Linked DNA regions of Mus musculus: regions 1 and 3 are each linked to region 2. Evidence: chromatin contacts called from public Hi-C and promoter capture Hi-C data. All regions are on one chromosome and are shown on one strand. The core of a region is the stretch at or near the end of the contact, and the rest is flanking DNA. Distances in the headings are between cores, read along the strand shown. Region 1 has its middle 370 kb from the start of Gm23644. Region 2 holds the start of Fstl5 (follistatin-like 5). Region 3 overlaps Fstl5 (follistatin-like 5).

The links. Promoter capture Hi-C pulls out the DNA fragments that hold promoters and counts their contacts. Hi-C and Micro-C count contacts between places; a contact is called where the count stands out from the background.
Region 1: a contact with region 2 is called in a promoter capture Hi-C map of embryonic stem cells, with 3 times the contacts expected there. The contact joins the enhancer-like site here to the promoter of Fstl5 in region 2. A contact is called at or near these places in 8 of 39 promoter capture datasets (the C10 cell line, embryonic stem cells, hippocampal neurons and 3 more) and 2 of 115 datasets of contacts at active chromatin or transcription factors (astrocytes and pancreatic cancer cells).
Region 3: a Hi-C map of cortical neurons shows a contact between it and region 2. The contact joins the enhancer-like site here to the promoter of Fstl5 in region 2. A contact is called at or near these places in 12 of 39 promoter capture datasets (the C10 cell line, the HPC-7 cell line, cranial neural crest and 5 more), 1 of 484 Hi-C or Micro-C datasets (cortical neurons), 2 of 115 datasets of contacts at active chromatin or transcription factors (astrocytes and stem cell-derived neural progenitor cells) and 1 of 9 other capture datasets (liver).

Annotation. Positions count from the first base shown.
Region 1 is chr3:76,737,740-76,741,130 of GRCm38.p6, forward strand. No RefSeq gene overlaps it. Among named protein-coding and RNA genes, the nearest start is that of Gm23644, 370 kb to the right of the region's middle. Within about 2 kb of position 1,687, at least 5 of the 459 cell types and tissues checked have an H3K27ac peak or open chromatin away from gene starts, as enhancers often do. A contact at or near this core is called in embryonic stem cells and stem cell-derived epiblast-like cells, where this site is marked.
Region 2 is chr3:76,073,247-76,076,855 of GRCm38.p6, forward strand. It overlaps Fstl5 (follistatin-like 5), which reads left to right and starts at 1,315. Exons shown (of 16, transcript NM_178673.4): 1 at 1,315-1,728.
Region 3 is chr3:76,679,304-76,682,536 of GRCm38.p6, forward strand. The region is part of intron 15 of Fstl5 (follistatin-like 5); the gene reads left to right. Among named protein-coding and RNA genes, the nearest start is that of Gm23644, 420 kb to the right of the region's middle. Within about 2 kb of position 1,373, at least 12 of the 459 cell types and tissues checked have an H3K27ac peak or open chromatin away from gene starts, as enhancers often do. A contact at or near this core is called in cortical neurons, where this site is marked.

The sequences.
Region 1 (3,391 bases), core at 437-2,936, 660 kb after region 2:
ATTCAAATACAGAGAGGAGTAAATTAAATGAGTAAAATAGTTCAACACCTGAAATGGATATAGAAGCAATAAAGGAAACACAAAACTGAGCGAATACTGGAGATGGAAAATCTAGGTAAGTAAAGAGGAACTAAGAATTTAAGAATGGACAATAGAATACAAAAGATGTAAGACAGAATCTCAGGTATAGCAGATCTGATAGAAGCAAGTGGTACATTGGTCAAAGACAATGTTATCTCTAAAAAGTTCCAGACCTAAAGCATCCAGGAAATTTGTGACACTATGAAAAGAGCAAACCTATGAATAATAGGAATAGAAGTAGACGATTTCCAGCTCAAAGGAACAGAATATATTTTCAACAAAATCACAGTAAATTTCTCTAACCTAAGAAAGAGCTGCTTATATATGTAAAAGAGGCTTACTGAACACCAAATAGAACACCAAAAGTGATCAGAAAACAAAGCTCCCCATATCACCACCTCCAGTTAATAATCAAAACAATAAATTTTCAGAATAAAGAAAATATTAAAAGCTGCAAGGGGAAAAGCCAAGTAGCACATACAGGCAGACCTATTAGAATTATATGAGACTTGTTAATGGACAAAGGCTCTGAGACTCTAAGACTACAAATACCCCTGCAAACTACTATACCCAGCAAAACATTCACTCACCATAAATATAGATTTGTTTTTCCATAACAAAACTACAAAACTAAATCTAAACAATATATATCCACAAATTCTTCTCTACAGATGATACTAGAAGAAAACACCCATGTAAGGAGATTAACTACACTCAAGAAAACACAGGAAATAATTTTATACCAGCAAAGCCAAAAGAAAGGAAATACCTGCACCAGTGTTTGCATATGAATGCATGTGCACGTGCGTACACACACACACACACACACACACACACACACACACACTACCCCCACTAAAATCAAATTAATAAGATTTAAAAATAATTGATCATTAATATTTCCCTATATTTGACTCAATTGCCTAGTAAAAGGACTCAGACTAAGAGAATGAATGTAAAAGCAGGATCCATCATCCTGCTCCATAGAAAAAACACATATCAACATTAAATATAGACATTACCTCAGAGTAAAGGGATGGACAAAAAATTGCAAGGAAATGGATCCAAGAAACAAACTGGTATAGCCATTTTAATAGCTAACAAAATAGACTTTTAACAAGAATTAATCAAAGAGGCGAGGAAGCACACTTCATACTTATCAAATTAGATATCCACAAAGAAGATATCTCAATATCAAATGTATATGCCCAAAAAGTAATGATATCTGCCACGCACACTGGGAAATGCTAAGCACTCCAGTGAAGTCTGGTTGACAGGCTGCAAAACCTAGAAGCACTCATGAGGCAAAGAGTTTCACAGAAACTCAACTCCTGGAGCTTTGGCGTTGTCATTAGCCCGTATACTCATACCCTATCCCCACGTTAGTCTCGTGTATGGATCCACGTGCTCTATTTTAGTATTATTTTATAATAAGTGTCTTTTAAGATTGAATTCTGACATTCGTAAGCCCCCATCAGTGTTCCAAGGTTCTAGAAGCCTACAAAGCTTGGAATCTGGCAAGAATGCAGTAAGGAAGTTATCTATTCAGTAACTAATTCAGCATTACAAAAGACAGAGCCAACAGCTTAGGGCTAGTCTGCAGAGTATTTACTAAGGACAACAGCTCAGAGCTGGTCTGCAAAGTATTTACTAAGGACAGTAGCAAATAGCACCCATACAAGGGAATACCATGATAGAGCTAGGGAATCCCACTGAGACAGAGATCTCCTCTACAGCTAGGTATAGCAAGCTTCATATTAGAAGTAAGTTGGAGAATTCTTCTGACAAATGGAGATTCTCCAGATATTTAAAAGTTACACTCATAAGAATTTAGCAAGGCCTAGGAAATAGGCAGGGGGGGGGAGGGTTGTGGTATTGCAGTATTCATGAAAAGGTCTGCTATAAAGAGTTTGATGTGCGACCTGACAAAATACATTCAGATTCTACACAATCTCGCGTTTTGGTCTGTCTGTCATCTGCCGACTCCTTGCCCATCTGCACCCAGAGACTCCTTCCACGTAGACAAAGGGACCCAGAGGGTCTGCAGCAGATATCCACATTTGTTAAGGAGATACTGCTAAAGATTAAATCATACATCAATCCCATTAATCACAGGACACTTCAACACCATATTGACAACAAAGGGCAGGCTATTGAGACAGAAATTAAACAGAGGAACAGTGGAAATAACAGACATTACAATATAAATGGACCTAACAAACATCTATAGTACATTTCATCCAAACACAAAAGAATATACCTACTTCCCAGCATCTCATGGAACTGTCTCCAAAATCGACCATATATTTTGTGACAAAGAAAGTCTTAACAGATACAAGAAAACTGAAGTAAGCCCCAACATCTTATCGGAACACGATTAAAACTGAACTTCAACAAGGAAAGAAAAAATAGAAAGTCAAAATAAACACATTGAAACTGAAAAACTCTCCATTGAATGACAAGAAAGAAATGAAGAAAGAAATAAAAGACTTCCTAGAATTCAATAAAAATGAATGTACAACAATCCCAGCTTATGGGACACAATGGAAGTAGTGCTAAGAGGAAAGTTCATAGCACTAAGTGCTTTCATAAAGAAATGAATGAGATTGCATACAATTGACTTAATAGCAGACATGAAAGCTCTAGAACAAAAAAGAAGAATACATACTCAAGAACAGGCAGAAAATAATCATACTCAGGGCAGAAACTAATAAAATATAAACAAAGAGTACAATGCAAAGAATCAATGAAATAAAAAGTTGGCATTTTGAGAAAATCAACAGGATAAATCCTTATAATAACCCAATTAACAAAAAAAATCATAAATTAAAAGGGGCCATAACAAGAGACCAAGGAAATCCACAGAATCAATAGGTCTTACCTCAAAAATCTGTACTCTATAAAACTGGAAATTCTAAAAGAAATGGATGTGCGACCTGACTTACCTGCATTAAATCAAGATTATATAAACAACCTAAATACATCTAAAATCCCCAAGGAAATAGAAGCAGTCATTAAGAATCCCCCAACCAAAAGTGTACCAAGGCTAGATGGTGTTTTGTTGTTGTTGTTGTTGAAATCTACCAGACTTTCAAAGAAAAACTAATACAAATACTCCTCAAATTATTCTACCATATAGTAGCGGAGAGAATATTACCAAGCTCACTTTATGAGGCCACAGTCACCCTGATACCTAAATAACACAAAGATTCTACAAAGAGTGAGAATTTTAGACCAATTTCTCTCATGAACACTGATGCCAATATACTTAAGAAAATACTCAAAAACTAAATCCAAAAACACATTAAAA
Region 2 (3,609 bases), core at 65-2,564:
TTTGTTAAAGATGCTTTCCCAGGAAACCCAAGTTGATCATCTAATTAACGTTGCTGGGAACACAGGAGTGGTCCCAGTGAGAAGTTTGCTTAGATTCCTGGAAAACGATGAAGAACTCGTGTAATCCTGTGGAAAATAGCACATTTAATAGTAGGTGTTTTTTAAAAAAAATGATACACATTTTATGAAAAAGCTTTATGTAATTAAAAATCGTGGGCTTAGTTTTATATACTACTTTCTGTTCAATTAACACTAGGTGTAGGAAGTTTGTGTGGAAGGTATGGGGCTGTACCTGGAGTGGTTTTTTTGTTTGTTTTTGGTGGGTTGTTTTTTGTTTTTGTTTTTGTTTTTTTTTGTTTTTGTTTTTTTTGGTTTTTGTTTCCTTCACAAGTCAGAGATCACTGTGGATGTGACCTGTCTGGGCCTCTTCCTTTGTCAAAGTCCTTTTTGTAGCATCCTGGGACAAGGAAGATCATACACACTGAGAGAACTGCTAAAAGCTGTGACACTGCTTCCAGCCTGTTCCATCTTTCATAGAACAAGTGATGTATCGGACATAATAAAAACTGTACAAGCTTCTTGGTTTGGCGATGAGAGTTGAAGCTGAGAACTTTCAAACAAAGCATTATTAATATGAGCTTCTAAAATCCTGCCATCTCCAATTCTATGAAGCTTATCATAAACTAAACAGTCACATGGCAAAAAAAAAAAAAAAAAAATCCTGTTTCGGAGAGGTGGCAAGCATTACAAGCTTTCAAATACCCTTCCTGCGCTCAGATATTTTTAATTCTTTTCCAGTCAAGTTTCTGCAGCAGGGCCTCACTCCAAGAGCCCCATATAGGAGCAGAAGTCTGAATCAGGTACCCACCCACAACCAAATGAGAGAGAAAGTTTGGTCTGGAAGATTAAAGGGTCTGATGCATGAGACAGGACTGGATGACTTCTTGGTGCGCAGTTCTTTACCTCACAGTCCCATACTAGGAAGCCTGGTCTCCCTAGCGGGCTGTGAGGTCGCAGAGTCCCGGGATCCGCGGTCCCAGCGAAGGAGGAGGCGCAGACACCGCCGCAGCCTTTATAGTTTCTGCTGGGCTCCGCGAATGGAGCATAAAGTCCGACCAATGCCCAAATGCTGATTTTAATCTTGAGTCTGGTCCTCTGGATTGCGGTAGCTGAACCCATCAGAAGCCCAGCCAAGGGGCCGCCCCTCACCTCCTGGAGAGTTAATATGCAAAACAGTTACGTCAGATGTGGGGGCGGGGCACACCGGGGTTGACGGGCAGCCTGGCTTTTGCGGAGGGAGGAGGCGCGAGAATCATCCTGGTTCAGTGACTGAGACAAACTGGACGTGAGCGGAGCTGGTGCTGTCCACAGAGTGTCGGTGCTGAACCCCGGGTGTAAGGGATCGCCTGCTTGGGCACCTGGAGGCAACGCCCACTGGAACCCTATGTGCCCAGTGGGACCCGCTTCACCACAGGACCCAATTTAACTTGACAAAGGAGTGCGACTCGGACGTGGGAGAGACTCCTATGTTTGCAATCTGGGCGCCCACTCAGGCGTGACTTTGGAGATTCTGTAGTTCTAACTCAAAGTATTTGGATTTTTTTTCCAACCTAAGAGGATCTTTTCATCGTTATTATTTTTCTTTTTTCTTTTTTACACTGTGACTCATATTTTCACATCATTTAGAAATCTTTTTGGAGGACTTTTTTGTTTTTTACTTCAAATAAGGTAAGAATAGAATATTGTTATAAATGATTGCAAGTGGGTGAGAAATGCAGGCAGCCGTGAAAAAATTTAAAAATAAGTTATTTTTATTTCTATAATTTGAGACAGGACTTTGGAAATAATTATAAAAATTAATAATTTGATACAATAGAGATGCTCTTCTAATAATACTGAAGACCACGATTATTAAAGTGTTAAGGAAGTTGAGAGCTGTCTGTTTTTGTGAACTTAATGTCATGATACATCTTGCTTTATCAGTGTAAATATTTTAGATGAATACTTGTAGTGTGGCTTGGGTTTGTAACTGTTCAATATCAAGCCCACAAATATGTGTATGGATGTGATAAAAATTTCCAAGTTCTTTAAAATGCATTTAATTTAAAAGCATATTTGAATGACCTACTGTTTGCATAATAAATAATATTTTGTGTGTCTGAAACATGAATTGCAAAGTGCTGAGCTTGTTAACATGGTTTGGAGGGGAGACGGAAGGGATAGGGCTATTTCTGCCAGGCTGGCTTCATTTACATATGTTGTTGTGCAGCGGGTGCAAATAAAACTAGTGAAACTCAGTCTGTGAGGATTTCACACCCAAGGTCCTGTGAATTTCCAAGTTGGGGACTGCTTGTTCTGCTATTTCCTAGTAGATGTCATCTCTCCCCAGCCCGTCAGGTCAGAGGTGAATGCAAATGAGATACTCTGATTTAATAATATAGTATCAGCTTACATTATAGTGTTGACTGCTTAGGTGATTGAGTGAGGCAGGTAAGCTTGGGTTGAGAAGATGTCTTGCTATTTCATCAACCTTTAACCTCTTGCATGCTTAACAGAGAACGTTTTTGACTTAAAAGGTTTCACGTGAAGCTATGTTCCTTTTGTCATTTGGCAGTGTGATCTGAGTGTGTTTTGAAAGGAGAACTTGGTATGGATAAACACCATACAAGACTGCTCATAGTGAGCAAACACTAAATGGTGGAAGTTACTTGGTGTTCCCATAGATAGTGCTATTGTTCACACATGTATTAAACAGATGAGATATGTCTGGGAAATGGTGTGATTCTCCATTCATGGCATTCAGTGACATTAGATGGAGGAGAAAGAGTGCCTAGAAAAAGTCAAAGCTTGTTTCATTACAATTCTTGTGTTAATCGGAATAGGTGAGCTGTAGTGCTGCTTCCTACTTGACTGTCTGAACTCACCAAGCTGTGCACATCATCAAGGTGTAGTAAGTTAAGTTCATGTGTGTTGGATGTTAAAATGTCTTAGGCATTTGCACAATAGTTACATTAGAGTTACTGGGATGAAGTTTAGGTGCATATGGTTTTAAGTCATTCATCTGAGTAGAGGTTTTTTTCATTTTGTTTATATCACAGCTTCTAGGGGAGGGATTGCTACAAGACATGCATATTGCTGCAGATTATCCTGAGCTAAAGTGAATCCTCTTACACTGTTACCTGTTTCTCACTTAACAAATATTCTTTGTAGGATTCATGCTAGTCATTAGTCCATGTGTTTAAATGTTCATACATAAATAAAAATTTGAACAAGTAGACTCATAAAGCAACGTCATTTATCACAACAATAAATAAGACACATGAAGTAAGACATGCCTGGAAGTTTTGATAAATATGACTTTGTTTTATGAAATTGTTTTTCATCACTATTCATCATAAATTTTCTTTTAAAAACTAATCATAGTGAAATAAGTTTTTCACTTTGGAATTTCAAGTGAAATAATGGTTGCTTCCTATTTATTAATCGTGACTCATTCGTGCATACCTTAATCCTACAAGTGGCTTGAAAAGCAGCCACATATGAACTTTACGTTTATTTCAATAATTTTCGGATACCAATGGTTTTTGTTTGCAGGAAGTTTTCTGTACT
Region 3 (3,233 bases), core at 123-2,622, 610 kb after region 2:
CATAATATGCTATTTAACCCAGTGACCTCAGAAGACACTTAGCTAGTATTCTGAAAAATATTAACCTTTCCTTCATGAGATAAAGTAAATATATAAACACCACTTTAAGAATTGTTCTTGCTAAAATGTGCTACCCATTCAAACTAGAGTTCTATGACATTTTCTGAGAGATGGATGCCGTATTATATTAAGCACAGTTACCCAGACACTGAAAGATAAATATTGTGTGATTTTTTTTCATACACAAATCCTATATGTAATTTCTGGGCATATGTGTATTTTACATGTGGGAGGCATAGGTGCTGAAACTATAAAGAGGACCACGAGGAAAAAATGAGAGTTGTTGCAGGAAGGAGGGAGGAGAAAATAAATAGAGGGTAATAGAGTATGTGTGATTAAAAAATAAAATGCAGAGAGGGGGATCCTAGTGCAGAACAAACCATGAGAAACAACAGGAGGACTAGGGGCCAAAAAAAAAAAAAATGGGAGAAAAAATGAGCAGACCAAAGCATGCATGAGAATATACTGGAAGACCTTTACTCTGTACACTAATTTGTAAATGGCTTCTTTATAAAATAAAGAAATATTTTCCCTTTATGGGTGATCTGGTTGGGTTTTCAGGTTTATTTAATCCTTGTTTCTACTCAGCCTCAATCTGCTGAGGCACAGTATAAAATGCTAGAATGAGCCAAGCGCTGTCTACTGCCTTGGGCATCCTTCAAATTGACTTGGTTCAGATGCTGTTGTGACTAAGCACAGCTGACATCAGCTTCCCAGGAGAACAAGAGTTTAACTCTGCCCTGGATCTGTCCTGTTATCCTGTGATGGAAAGCTCTCGGCCAGTTGCAGAGTAAATGGGACCTACTGTAGGCCTAAAAGAGCACTCTTGCTATTTGAGAGAAGTAAATGTAAATTGAGTACCATGCAGGAAACAAACAAACAAACAAACAAACAAAACAGACACGGAAGAAACTGCATAGATTCAGTGGGAAGGTTATGCACATTATTTTGCCCTGTCTTACTGTATCTTGTTTCGTCCTTCTGGCTGTCATCTCTCGGAAACATAGTCTTTTTTAAAAGTGAAAACAGAGGAGGGTGTTCATATAAGGGAGAGGAGAGGTGACAGTGTGGGGTGGGGCAGGAGCAGTGGAGGGAGGGAAAACTGTGGGAGGTATTGTATGAGAGAAAAATCTATTTTTTAGTGAAAAAGAAAAGAGAAAAGATTCAAATCTGTTGGTTTAGATAGACAATGTTTCTGAGACAGAACATGAGGCATTTTACTAGAAATAATTCTTGGCATGATTTTTCAAGACAGCATTTTCTGGAAGTCTTTAAAGGAGGATTATCACATTTTATACTGAGCTGAATGCTGTTTTTATTTCATTTTTACTAGCCAAGACATGAGCTTGGAAAACAACTTGCCATACGAGAGAGGTGGTGATTACCCAATATGCTTTTGAAATCTGTTTCATGTAAAGAAATAGAATTTTGAGCCTCATCAATTTTTAAACACAAAGGAAGTACTTGACATACTGTAGTGAAAAAAAGTTATAGTCGCTCATTATTAATTCACAGATCAGCTGTTCAAGCAAAATTGTTTCTGAATTTATAGCAAACTAAAAGGAGCATAAAAGTTATTTCTTCCTTGTGGTTTCCATAAACAGCTTTAGCAGGTACTAGGTAATAGGAGCAGTATAAATGCCTCTCCAAATAGATAAGTGGGGCTGTGATCAGGCAGGAATGCATGTAATGTTTGCAGACCACCAGTCTGTTCCAAGGCAGCACTCTGGCTTCTCCCATACTCTTTCCCCCATTAAGAAAGAAATGTGGTGCCTTATATTATTACCTATTTCTGAAAAATAAAACAAAATCTCCAAGGAACTTTAAAGAGTTGCATATATGGCTCCTGCAGGGATGCTCAAATCATACCTGTTGTTGTTACTATTATTACACAGTCCATTTGAAGAAGCCAAGGCCAAGTTAGACAGGTAGCTCTAAGTCCCACTGTGGATAAATGGCTACTCAGATATGTGTTGGTATTTCCCGTGTTCCCGTTAGACCCCAGGAATTATGTAGTCTCCTCCTTTATTGTTCCTAAGTTATTTACATTTTACAACATTCTCAGGCAATATCAAGAGCTCTAGATCTATGAATCTTATTAACCGAAGAGGAAAAGCTAAGATGGTCAGACATCTCCAGAACTTCTATAAAATATCCACAGTAGTGATACTGATACTAAGTACTCTTTATTTTTAAATTAGTTTTATTTATTTATTTATTTATTTATCTATTTATTTATTTATTTATTTATTTATTTTTGGTTTTTTGAGACAAGGTTTCTCTGTGTAGCCCTGGCTGTCCTGGAACTCACTTTGTAGACCAGGCTGGCCTTGAACTCAGAAATCCACCTGCCTCTGCCTCCCAAGTGCTGGGATTAAAGGCATATGCCACCACTGCCCAGCATCTAAGTGCTCTTAAAAGTTGGCAACCACCTGTAAAAGTCACTTTGCAAATGGCTGTCAGATTCTGAGTTCTGAGCCAGTTTGTACTTCAGTGACAGTTCTGGAGCTCTGAAGTTTTGTCTAATAGAGACGAGGAACAAATTTGTATCTCACTGATGATTATTCATTGTGTATGTACAATGTCTAAGTTCAATATTCTGTATTGCACAAAAAAGCTTTTCTTTTAAAAAGAGGGTTTTTTTTTTTTTGCTTTTTGATTTACATTCATTCACTTATGTTTATATATGTGTATGTATTCTGTTGTTGTTATTTGCTGTGCATGCGCATGCGCCAAGGTGTGTGTGTATGTGTGTGTTTAGCTTGTCGGAGTTGTCTCCTTTTCCCATGTACATTAAAGGACTTGAATCATCTGAGTCGGCAGCCAGAGCCTTTACTCTCTGAGACCTCTTGCCAGCGCCTTTCATCAGCTGCTTGGATACAACTTACTGAGTATTTTATGTATAACATTCGATCTGCTCTAAATAACTCAACACAAGAAGAATTTATAAACATTAATGAAGAATTAAATATCTAAATTATACATTATGATAGCAGGTGTTGTAAGCCCTCCAAAGAATACAACAGCAGTAGATAAAACTACAGGATAGGATTTATTATGGAGTCCTTACTCATGTGACTGTACAAGCTAGGCAATCCAAGTAAGTCATCTGCAAAGTATAAAGGCAGGGAAACTTGTTAGGAGGCCTGAGAGTGAGAAAGCTAGTGTTGTAG